Linked DNA regions of Capra hircus: region 1 is linked to region 2. A link is a contact called in public Hi-C data. All regions are on one chromosome and are shown on one strand. The core of a region is the stretch at or near the end of the contact, and the rest is flanking DNA. Distances in the headings are between cores, read along the strand shown. Region 1 has its middle 16 kb from the start of GPR20. Region 2 overlaps SLC45A4 (solute carrier family 45 member 4).

Region 1 (5,721 bases), core at 3,184-5,683, 100 kb before region 2:
CCCTCGGAGGCCGGAGGCGTCTAGAGGTAAATATTAGGGCCTGTTTAGATTAAGCTCCATTAATAGCAGGAAATGTCCCCGGGCGCCCGCCCCGGCTTCCTGGAGGCCTCTGATGCTTGAGCAGAGGCGGGGGCCTGCAGAAATGGGTGTCCCACCAATGTCCTGGCTTACACCCTGTCCTCGCTGCCCCCGCCCCCACCCCAGCCCCAATCCCTCCGGAGGCTGTGTCCACCCGCTCCCGCTGCCCTCCCCTCCTCAAGCCCCGGGCAGGGGAGCTCAGGCGGCCGTGGCTGTGAGGGGGACCCCTGAATGAGCTGAAGACACCCATGGGGCTGGTCACCCCCCAACATCCTCCCACCCACTGGGGCAGGCCCCATGCCCCAGGGGTCTGTGTTGCCAGTTTGCAGAGGAGAAAACTGTGGGTGGATGATGGAGTGGGGGCAATCCGAGGCTACACAATGCCGCCTTAAAAATGGAGCTAGAACGCCCCACCCAGACCTGCATGACCCCGGGGCCAGGGCCCCCACCACCTCCTGAAGCCCTGGGAGGAGCCAGGAAAGCTGTGGGCCAGGGAGGTGGGCCCCGTCAGCGGGATGCCAGCAAACAGGAGGGCGCCCCGGTGCTGCGAGAGGGCTCCCTGTGCTCAGGGGCTGGGCAGGCCTGAGGAAATGCCCCCCCTTCCCTGCCACCAGCCTCGGGCCCTGCTGTCTCCCTGGGCTGCCCATCACCCCCGCTCCCGCCGACTCCACTGGCAGGAGGAGGGCACGGGGCTCGCCCATGGCCTCCCTGGGGCACCTGTTCTCTTCCAGGCCTCAGTCTCCGCAGGCCCATTGCCCTGCCAGTCTGCCCAGGACCAACCCCAACGGTCCTCCTTATGGGTCCCTCCCCCAGGCCCCCAGGGCCAGCACCCATCCCGCTGCAGGACAGACCACAGGGCCCAGCTGCGCCCTCCAGAGTGGCTGCCTGCCCACCAGCACCCTTAGTCCCTTGCTGAGCCCTCAGGAACTGAACTCCCCCACCCCCGTTTCATCCTGGTTCCCCAGATGATGCCAACGCTCTGCCCTTCACAGGGCCCAAGGGAGCCTGCAGCCTGGGGGAAGAGCTGAGTGGTGGAAGCTCAGAGCCCCCTACCACACCACATGGGACCAGCCAAGTAGATGCAGCCTGGAGGGCTTCTTGGAGGAGGAGATGCTCAAGGCTCTTCCCTCCTGGTCCTCACCTGGCCGGCCTGGCTTCCAGCTCTCCGAGGTGGGCCTCTGCTGAGGTTGGGGTGTTGGGAAAGTTTTCAAGCATCAAGTGTCCAACAGGCTGGCAGGGCCAGGGCCTTTCAGCCCCACGTCGCAGATGAAGAAACTGACGCCTGGGGGAGTGTGGACAGAAGCCGATGCACTGGAACCGCACACGCTCGTTGCAGCCCAGCTCACCCGCGAGCCTGCTGACTCAGACTCCTCAAGCCTCGGCTCTGCCCCCATAACAGGGGCCTGCTCCCTAGGCCACAGGTGCCCCCTGAGCTGAGACCAGAGACAGCTCTCACCAGGCTGGAGACAAGGCCTAGTGGTCCCTCCAGGTCCCCTTGCCCACTCTGGGCCCCAGTTGCCTCGTCTGTCATCTGGCACTCAGAACGAACAGCGCCCGGGGTGTTAGACCCTCAGCTCCCAGGTCAGCGAGGACTGAAGTGGGAAATGCTCCATGCCTCTGAACCAGCCTGAGGCTCTGCTCGCCCTGCCCTGTAGCCCCTCAGCTTTTCGGGGCCCAGTCTTGGGCAGAGAGGTGACCTCATGAGACCTAGGATCCCCAGTCACCCACCAGGGGCACCCCATGGCAGAGTGGGGGCTCCTGATGGGGGTCCAGATGGAAGTAGGGGTGAGGCGTGACCTTGGTGTGCACACCCAGAGGCCATGGGGGGTGAAATGCACCTGTGTACCCCAGGGCCTGGCGACCAGCGGCCTGGGGACCCGCTTTGTGGAGGAGTTCTGGGGCCTGCGAGGGTCTGCCCGGCCCACCCACCCCCATGGGCACCGCTCCCAGTGGCCTGCTGGGGACTGAGGGTCAGGTTCTAGTGTGCAGGGTGCTGAACCCCGCTCCACTATTTCTCCAGAGCAAACCTCTGGGGCGCAGCTTCTGGGACCTTAATGCCTGAGGCTGATGGGGTGGGTGCCACAGCCCAACCCTGGGGCAGGGGTAACATGGTGACCCACCTGCGTCAGGCCGCTCGGCCACACCGGCCTCTCCAGCCACGGGCAAGACACGCACCTCAGTTTCCTTCCCTTCTGCCAAAAGGTGTGTGCGTGTGTGTGCAGTATGTGTGTGTGCATTATCGTGTGTCTATGTGTGTCTGGATGTGTGTATCTGTGTGAATGCACGTTGTGCCCTTCTGTTTTGTCTTTGTGTACATATGCGTGTGTGTACTATGTGTGTGCTGTTGGGTGTCTGTGTGTGTGCACCTGTGTAAATGTATATGTGTTGTGTCCATATGTTTTGTCTATGTATACATGTGTACTTGTGTGTGTGTCCATTGTGTGTCTGTGTGTATATGTACATGTGTGTGCACTGTTGTGTCTGTATGCACGTATGAGTGTATCTGTGTGAGTGTATACGTGTGCTGTGTCCATATTTTTGTCTAAATACACACACGTAAGTGTGAATGTGCATTGTGTGTGTGTGATATGTATGTATCTCTTCCCACAGTACTCAGCAGTCCATAATTAGTGATTAAACTGAGCCAAGGGCTTCCCTTCTGGCTCAGCTGGTAATAAAGAATCCGCCTGCAATGCAGGAGCCTTGGGTTCGATCCCTGGGTCGGGAAGATCCCCTGGAGAAAGGAAAGGCTACCCATCCCAGTATTCTGGCCTCAAGAATTCCATGGACAGTAAAGTCCATGGGGTCGCAGGAGTCAGACATACCCATCCCAGTATTCTGGCCTCAAGAATTCCATGGACAGTAAAGTCCATGGGGTCGCAGGAGTCAGACATACCCATCCCAGTATTCTGGCCTCAAGAATTCCATGGACAGTAAAGTCCATGGGGTCGCAGGAGTCAGACATGACTGAGCGACTTTCACTTTCACCTTCATGGGAAAAGAAATAACGAAGACCTTTTGGGCTTCCCTGGTGACTCCGTAAAGAATCCGCCTGCAATGCGGAAGACCTGCGTTCCATCCCTGGGTTGGGAAGGTCCCCTGCAGGAGGGCATGGCAACCCACTCCAGTGTTCTTGCCTGGAGAATCCCCATGGAGCGAGGAGGCTAGCGGGCTGCAGTCCATGGGGTCACAAAGAGTCGGACACTCCTGAGTGACTAAGCACAGCACCAACCGAGCTAATGAAGGAAATGGGGCTTCCCTGAGGAAGACCCCAGCACACCCATTCATTTCCCTTCATTCCTTCACAGCGTCCCCTACCTTACTGTGCCAGGTGTGACCTGAGGGCCTCCCTCCCAACAGGACCCCTGCCCTCCCCTTCCACGTGCACGTGTGCACACACACATGTGTGCACATGCGCACACTGGTCACAGGGACTGAGACTCCTCCGTTCTCTCTCATCCCTCTGGGTTAAGCCCTGTCTTTGACACTCTGGCCTCAGGCAGGCAGGACTCCTGCGTTCTCCAAGCTGTCAATGATCTCGGTGGAGGCCTCCCAGGCTTGGCCCCAGCCCCTTCGGCGGATTCCCTGGGAGGGTCCATTGGATGGAGGCGTTTGGGGGCTGCGGCCACCAGGTGGCGCTGCTGGCCTGGGAGAGGCACCCGAGGTGTCTGCCGCCCGCCGGGACCTCCTGATCGCCTCTGCCATCTGATCCTTGGAGGGCAATCCTGGAAGGCTGCCTGGAGGAGCTACAGCTCCCTTATCCCCCGGGAAGAAGAGTGACACTGCCCCAGGAAGCCCCTGACCCCTTCAGCTATTCAAGGCAGCACCTCATTCCAGCCAGGGAAGAGGCTGGGTGGGGCAGTCAGGGACGGGAAGGAGCAGACAGTGAGCCAGCCCCTCTTGGTGGGCTTGGAACAAGGCCAACGACTCCATGACACATGGGAACGCTGGCATCTGTGGGCAGCTGGGGCTCCCCTGAGACCCTGCCTCCTCCTCCAGCATGCGATCCAGGGAAGCTGAGAGCCCCTCAAGGCCATATGCGGTCCCAAGGTTCAGAACCTCATTCACTGTCTCGTGAGCCCAGAGAGGGTCAGACAGCTGCCCCGAGTCACACAGCCTGGCAGTCGAGCAGAAGAGAATCGTGACCAAGGGCTGGGCTGTCCAGACAAGCAGCACTGGGCGTGTCTAAGCACAGTGCTGCCACCAGCCCCAAAGCCAGGCAGGGAGGAAGTAGGAAAGGACAGACAGGCGGACGCTAGGGACCGTGCCCTGGGTCTGAGTCTCTGCCTGGCCAGGCAGAGGGGACAGGCCCTGTACTGGGTGCAGAGCGCAGTGACCCTCGGCCCTGGCCCGACAGCTGGGTTGTGCCACTGCCCATGGCCCAACCTGCCCACAGCCCATCCACCCTGCGGCCCCTCGGGGCAGGCAGCCGCCCCCTCCCAGGCTCACTAAGGAGGGCAGCCCAACCCCCAGGGGTGGCTCAGGGCCTGGGTTCCTGGAGACAAGGTGTCAGGTGGACTAGCCTCTCCTGACATGCCTCATCGCGCTCTGGAGGAAGCTAGGGTCAGGGTTCCCGGGGCCAAGACCCTTGGAGAGCCTCACGGAACAAGGGCCGGCCTGTCCCTCCCTCGGACATGTATTCCCTCTTATTCTCCCAACTCCAGGACTGTCACCCGTCCCCAGAGCCCCTCGGGTCTCCCCGAATACCAGGCCTTTGCTGGGCCAGGGAGATGGAAATGACCCTGGAATCCTGAACCCTAACTCTTTATCCCAGAACCCCCACATCTTCCCGGCACCCTTTCTCCTTCACTGCCTTGGCTCCAGAACTTTTGTTCGCTCCCTCCTCCCTGCCTGTGGCCTCTGCCCACCCCAGCCTCTCACGGGAGTAGCCTCAGGCCTCAGTGCCTGCCAAGGACTCAAAGGGAATGAGAAGTGAGCGGCCAGGTGAGGGAGGCAAGAGAGGGAAGTCTGTGGGCCTGAAAAGTAGGCTTCTGGCTGGAGCACCGAGCCCTGGGCCTCCTGGGAAAATCCACCTTGCCTAGTGCCCCTGGTGGCTGCAGGCGACACACACTGGATCCCTGCTGCGCTCTTAGGATGGCATGTCCCCCACGCCTGGGAGGGGCCCTCCGGAGACAAGCTAGAGCCCACAGAGGGGATGCTGGAAGTGAGGAAGGGTGTTCAGAGGCCGCGAGTGAGAGCCAGCCCACAGGATGCAAGGCGAGAAGGGAATGGACAGGTGGGGTGGTCGGGGCCCACCCAGCCCTGAGCCAGACACACAGTGAGCTCTCCAGAAAGATCCGTGCTTGGAGGGGCCAGGATCAAATCCCAGATCCACCCTTTGGTTGCTATGTGACCTTTGGGCAGGGGAGTTGGCCTCTCTGAGCCTCATCGATAAAGCGGTCATACTCAGTTGAACTTCTCAGGTTGTTGGGATGAAAATGCAGGGAAGGGGACGAGAGGTTCAACCGACCTCCACTCTCAGGTTGATGGGAACAGTCCGCCAATGTGTCACTCACCGGGTACTTAGTGAGCACGTACTGTGCTGCCTGGTGTGGGGTGGACGAAGCCACAGGCCAAGGAGCCCACCGCCTGCTCCAGGGCGACGAGGTCCTGGCAGAGACCACAGCTGCCCTCCAGGGAGCT
Region 2 (5,253 bases), core at 526-3,025:
CTGCCATCCTGGCCCCTCACCCAGCCTGTCCCTGGGCGTGGCCGCCTCTGCTGGGCCCTCCCCCAGGCGACCAGGGGCACAGCTCTGTGTGCTGTGGACCAGGACTGTGTCTCGGTGGCAGAATGACCTGATGATTGGAAATGCCTCGTTACCAGAGGAACTCCCCAGGCATCTCGGAACAGGACTTAATTGGTTCCATTGTGAACTGGCCACAGGACAACATTTTTTTATCAACTTATTAAGTTGGAGCACTATAATAGCTCTTGCTGATTTTAGCAGTGATATAAGTGTGTGTTAAACACATAACATTTTATGAGGAAAAGGGATTATAAAGAGTAATATCGCACATTACTGAATTTTGTATCAGGTGGGCACAAGCAGCCTGGTGTTTGTGTGTCTCAGCGCCGAGCCCCCGGTCTCGGGGCTGCTCCTGGGGGCTGTGGCTGATGGCACTGTCTGCCCCCCCCCGCCCCCCCAACACGCACAAGGTCCTATCTGTAACGTGCTCACCTCCCGGTGTAGACCGGGCTCCCCCTACGTCTGTTTCGCTCTGTTACTCTGTGGTTGAAGCTTAATAAACCTTTCCCTGCCAGATGCCAGTGTGGGTGTCTCTGCTGTGTCCCCAGAGCTCCTCCCTTCGCCCCTGCCTCCCTGGAGCCTGAGGGCCCAGTGTGGGGAGGGCCTGCCAGTGGGTGTGGGCTCCTGGGGTGGTGCTCAGAGGCCCTCCCAGCTCCCAACCTGGGGCCCATGTCTGAGCCCCCAACACCCTCGGGGCCCCTGCCTCACCTGGCTCAGGTGTGGGCTCAGGCTGAGCCAGCAGGGGATGAGACCCACCTGGCATCCGGTGACCTGGCACAGCCCTTTCAGGCCAGACCCCGGGCTGGGCAAACATCTGGCAGACCTTCCTTCCCAAGGCCTGTCCTGGTAGGTGGGTGGTAGGGTCCTGACTACTGGTAAGCGAGCCTTCCAGGAAAGAGGGGAGCTCGGGAGCCACCCTGGTTACCACTTGCCAGCCAGAGGGGCCAGGCTGCCATCAGGCAGGAGATGGGTGCCACAGGGCCTGGGTGGGGCCGCGGGCAGCTGCCAGTCACCGCCAGCCTGACTTGGCAGTGGGGGTAGTGGAAGGGGAGGGGCTTGCCCAAGGTCACACAGGTGGTGAGATGTGATGCTGGAGGGGCTGATTTGATCAAAAGGGTCTGCTTGACCTGCACTGGAGGAGAGTGTGCATGCGTGTTAAGTCGTGTCTGACTGCAGCCCTCTGGACCGGTGCAACTCACCAGGCTCCTCTGTCCATGGGATTCTCCAGGCTAAGAAGGCTGGAGTGGATTGCCATTCCCTTCTCCAGGGGGATCTTCCCACCCTAGGGATCAAACCTGCATCTCTCATTTCTCCTGCACTGGCGAGCGGGTTCTTTACCGCTAGCCTCACGTGGGAAGCCCAGTGGGGAGCAGGGTGGCCCTTAATTGGGGTCAGCAGAAGCCGGCCCCAGGATGGGGGATGGGAGATGGGAGAAGGGGGTGCGGTCACCAAGGGGCCTATCAGGGCGATCCATCCTGGTCATCAAAGGGATGGAGGCTGGGAGGCCCCGGGGCCTAGTCCTGCGCTGTGCCATGAGCGCCCCGCGGGCGGAACCCGAGCACACCTCCCGGTCGGAGGGACCAAGGGGCTCCTGGGGACTAAAGGGGAACATTCATCGCGCCTCCTGCGGCTGCGCCGGCCGCGAGAGGCGGGCCCTCCCTGCGGGGCGGAGCTTGGAGTCCGGGCACCGCCCTCGTCCCCTTCGCGGCCGAGCGAGTTGGCAGCGCCCTCTGGCGTCCGCACGGGGTGCGCAGAACCCGCGAGACGGGGGCGGGCCGGGGGCGGCGCCGCACATCCTCACCCGGCCTCCCGCCCCGGGGGCCGCACCAGGCGCCGGCAGGAGGGTGCGCAGGCTCGAGGGGTATGTCACCGAAAACGAGCGCCTCGGACCCCGTCTCAACCCGCAAGCCTCCACATCTGTCCCACCGCTGTTAGTGCAGAGTCAATGTTTCGTTTGGGTTTTACAACTGAACCACCCCACATTTTGTGCTTTCCTGGTGGCTCAGCGGTTAAAGCATCTGCCCGCAATGCGGGAGACCTGGGTTCGATCCCTGGATCAGGAAGATCCCCTGGAGAAGGAAATGGCAACCCACTCCAGTATTCTTGCCATGGACAGAGGAGCCTGGTGGGCTACAGTGAACGGGGTCACAAAGAGTCGGACACAACTGAGCGACTTCACTTTAACATAGAGTTTGCAGTCTACATTTTTTGTTTACCAAAATACCTGTTCATCTTTCTTATTAGCACGGATTGGTCTACTACATTCTTTTAACAATATGGACAGAAGTTTTTGTGTGGGATGTTGTTTTCATTTTTATTGGAAAATCAGAGAAAATTGTATTTATATTTTGTCCATCTTGTCTATTATCACCTGTCTGTAACTCATCTGTCACTGTAAAAATTCACTGATTTGTGTTTCTGGTAGGTGTGCCTTAGGATTTTCCTGGAAGTGGGGGAAGAAAAAATTATTAGTGAAAAGAGTTGAATTCTTAGTGGGAAATCTCACATTTGGCTTCAAACTCTACAGAGAACACACTGGCATTAATTACAGACTTTTTAATCTGCTTCCCATTTGCACAGTTCTTTTTGCATCATTCTGTTCACATCATGCTTGGTTCTGCCAACAAAATTGAAAGATTGTATAATTATATATATTATATAGTTATATAACAATTATATATTATATAGTTATATAACAATTATATATATCATAGTTATATAACATATATAGTTATATAACAATTATATATATTATATAATTATATAACAATTATATATATTTGGCTGCACAGCACAGCACAGCACGTGAGATCTTAATTCCCCCACCAGGGATTAAACCTGTGCCCCCAGCAGTAGAAGCACAGAGTCCTAATCACTGGATTGCCAAGGAAGTCCCTGTATAATTTTTAGGTCAAGAAACTGAGCTCTGATACTAGAAGGTGGACACACAGTGTCTTTCCCAGGTGCTCAGAAATGATAGACACACACACAGATACACTCAAGGACAAGGCAGGACTCTTCCAGAGGTCCATAAACTACGAGGGAGCCTGGAAGGGTATGCAGTGGCGTCTCTGGTTTCCATCTGTGTTTCCTTAGATGCTAAGCCTCTTTTCCTGTGTTTGCAATTGATATATCTTCTTTGGTGAAATCTCTAACCTAGTTTTTTGTCCTATTTTTTGGTTGTTTTCCATGTTACTTTTGACTTCTCAGGATAGAATTCCTTTATCTGACATATAATTTGTAAAGATCTTCTCCCAATCTGTAAGAGAAAGAAGTCTACCTTATTTCTGATTTCAGAGTGAAAAACACTTTGTCTTCACCATTAAGTACCATGTCTGTGGGCTTTAGCTGCTCTTTATCCAGCTGAAGAAGTTTCCTTCTATTCCTAGTTTGCTGTGCGCTCTTAACATGAACGGCTATTGAATTATGTCAGATATTGTTTCTGAATCTATTGAGATGAACTTGTGTTTTCTCTTTTTGCATTTGCTAAGATGGCGAATCACATCAACTGCTCTTGAATACTAAGCCAACTTTGCATCCCTGTGCTGAATTTCCTTGACCATCAGGTAATGTCCTCTTTATGTACCGCTAGATTTGACTTTCTAAACTTTTTAAAAAGATTTTAATGTTTATGAGGGAAATTGGTATTTTTTTTCTTTGTAATATCTGTTATTTTGTAGCCAAGTAATATTAGTCTTATTAATGCGATAGGAAGCATTCACCTCTTCTATTTTCACGAAAAGAATGAGCAAATTTGCATTATTTATTCCTTTGTCATTTTTTAAAATTATGGATTAAATTTCTTTATTGTAAATAAGTCTATTCAGGTATCTATTTCTTCTTAGTCATGGTTGTTTATATCTCTTACATAAATTTTCCATTCCATCTAAGTTTAATGCCAAATTTACTGGCATCAAATTCAAAATATTCCCTAATTCTCTAACATCTGTAGAATCCGTAGTGATTTTCTTATTTTTTTAAAGTGGGTGAATTTACACAGTGACACGAGCAGGTCCAATGTTCTATGAACGTTCTGATATAGGCCTACTCCTAATACTCAATCTGCATGAAATGGTTTCTTCAGATAATTCTCTCCATGCCTTCCAGCTTACCCCTGATCCCCACTGATATGAATTCAGTTATCATGATTGTTTTTGTCTGGTTTGAACTTCACATAAATGAAAACAGCAGCCTTTGTGTCAACTTTGCCCAGCATGTTTTGGAGAATCAAACATATTGCTGTTCCTTTTTTTTTTTAACTGCTGTATAGAATTCCATTCTGCAGCTATATTATATCCATTCTCCAGCTGATGGGTGTTTCCAGCACAGGGCTATTACAGATAAAGATGCTACGGAGATTCTCATGAGTCTCTGCGTAGACATATGTTTTGCTTTATCTTGGGGAAAAAGCTAAGTGTGGCATTGCGGAGTTGTAGGGTGGGTATGTGTCTAAAAGAACCTGACAGCTTGCCCAGTGGTTCTGCTGTTTTTATCCAGTTATGGACACTCCATCTGCTCCACATCCTCTTATTTGTTGTTGTGAATCTTTAACATTAGCCATTTTCAAGTATACAAGTGTTATTTCACTGTGGTTTGACACTGCTGATGACTCATGATTTTAAGCCTCTTTTCAAACTGGCCATTGATATACCTTCTTTAGTGAAGAATCTTTTGCCCATTTAAAAAATTTTCTTTTTATTGATCTGTAGGAGCACTTTATATATTTTGGATGCAAGTCTTTGTCAGACATAGTACTGTCAATATTTTCACCTCATCTGTGGTTTCTCTTTTCATTTAATGGCATATTTTGATGAAGTCTAATACATTAATTTCTTCTTTTGTATTTAGCCCTTTTTGTATTGTTTCTAAAAAAATAATCTTTGTCTATACCAAGGTTGCAGATATTTTAATATTTTTAAAATTGACGTACAGTTGGTTTATAATGTGTAAATTCCTGCTGTACAGCAAAGTGATTGAGTTACACGCATATATACTTTTTTTTAATATTTTCTATTATGGTTTATCATAGGATATGGACTATAGTTCTCTGTGCTATACAGCAGGACCTTGTATGTCCATTCTGTCCATGAAAGCTTACACCTGCTAACCCCAGCCTCCTACCCCATTCCTCCCCAACCCCCTTACCTACCACCGGTCTGTTCTCTGTGTCCTTGA

The links. A called contact is a pair of places that touch in the nucleus more often than the background predicts.
Region 1: a contact with region 2 is called in a Hi-C map of liver, with 8 times the contacts expected there. The contact joins two enhancer-like sites. A contact is called at or near these places in 4 of 5 Hi-C or Micro-C datasets (blood and liver).

Annotation. Positions count from the first base shown.
Region 1 is chr14:79,503,198-79,508,918 of ARS1.2, reverse strand. No RefSeq gene overlaps it. Among named protein-coding and RNA genes, the nearest start is that of GPR20, 16 kb to the left of the region's middle. Within about 2 kb of position 4,433, at least 1 of the 5 cell types and tissues checked has an H3K27ac peak or open chromatin away from gene starts, as enhancers often do.
Region 2 is chr14:79,401,308-79,406,560 of ARS1.2, reverse strand. It overlaps SLC45A4 (solute carrier family 45 member 4), which reads left to right. Exons shown (of 9, transcript XM_018058641.1): 9 at 1-592. Among named protein-coding and RNA genes, the nearest start is that of DENND3, 54 kb to the right of the region's middle. Within about 2 kb of position 1,775, at least 2 of the 5 cell types and tissues checked have an H3K27ac peak or open chromatin away from gene starts, as enhancers often do.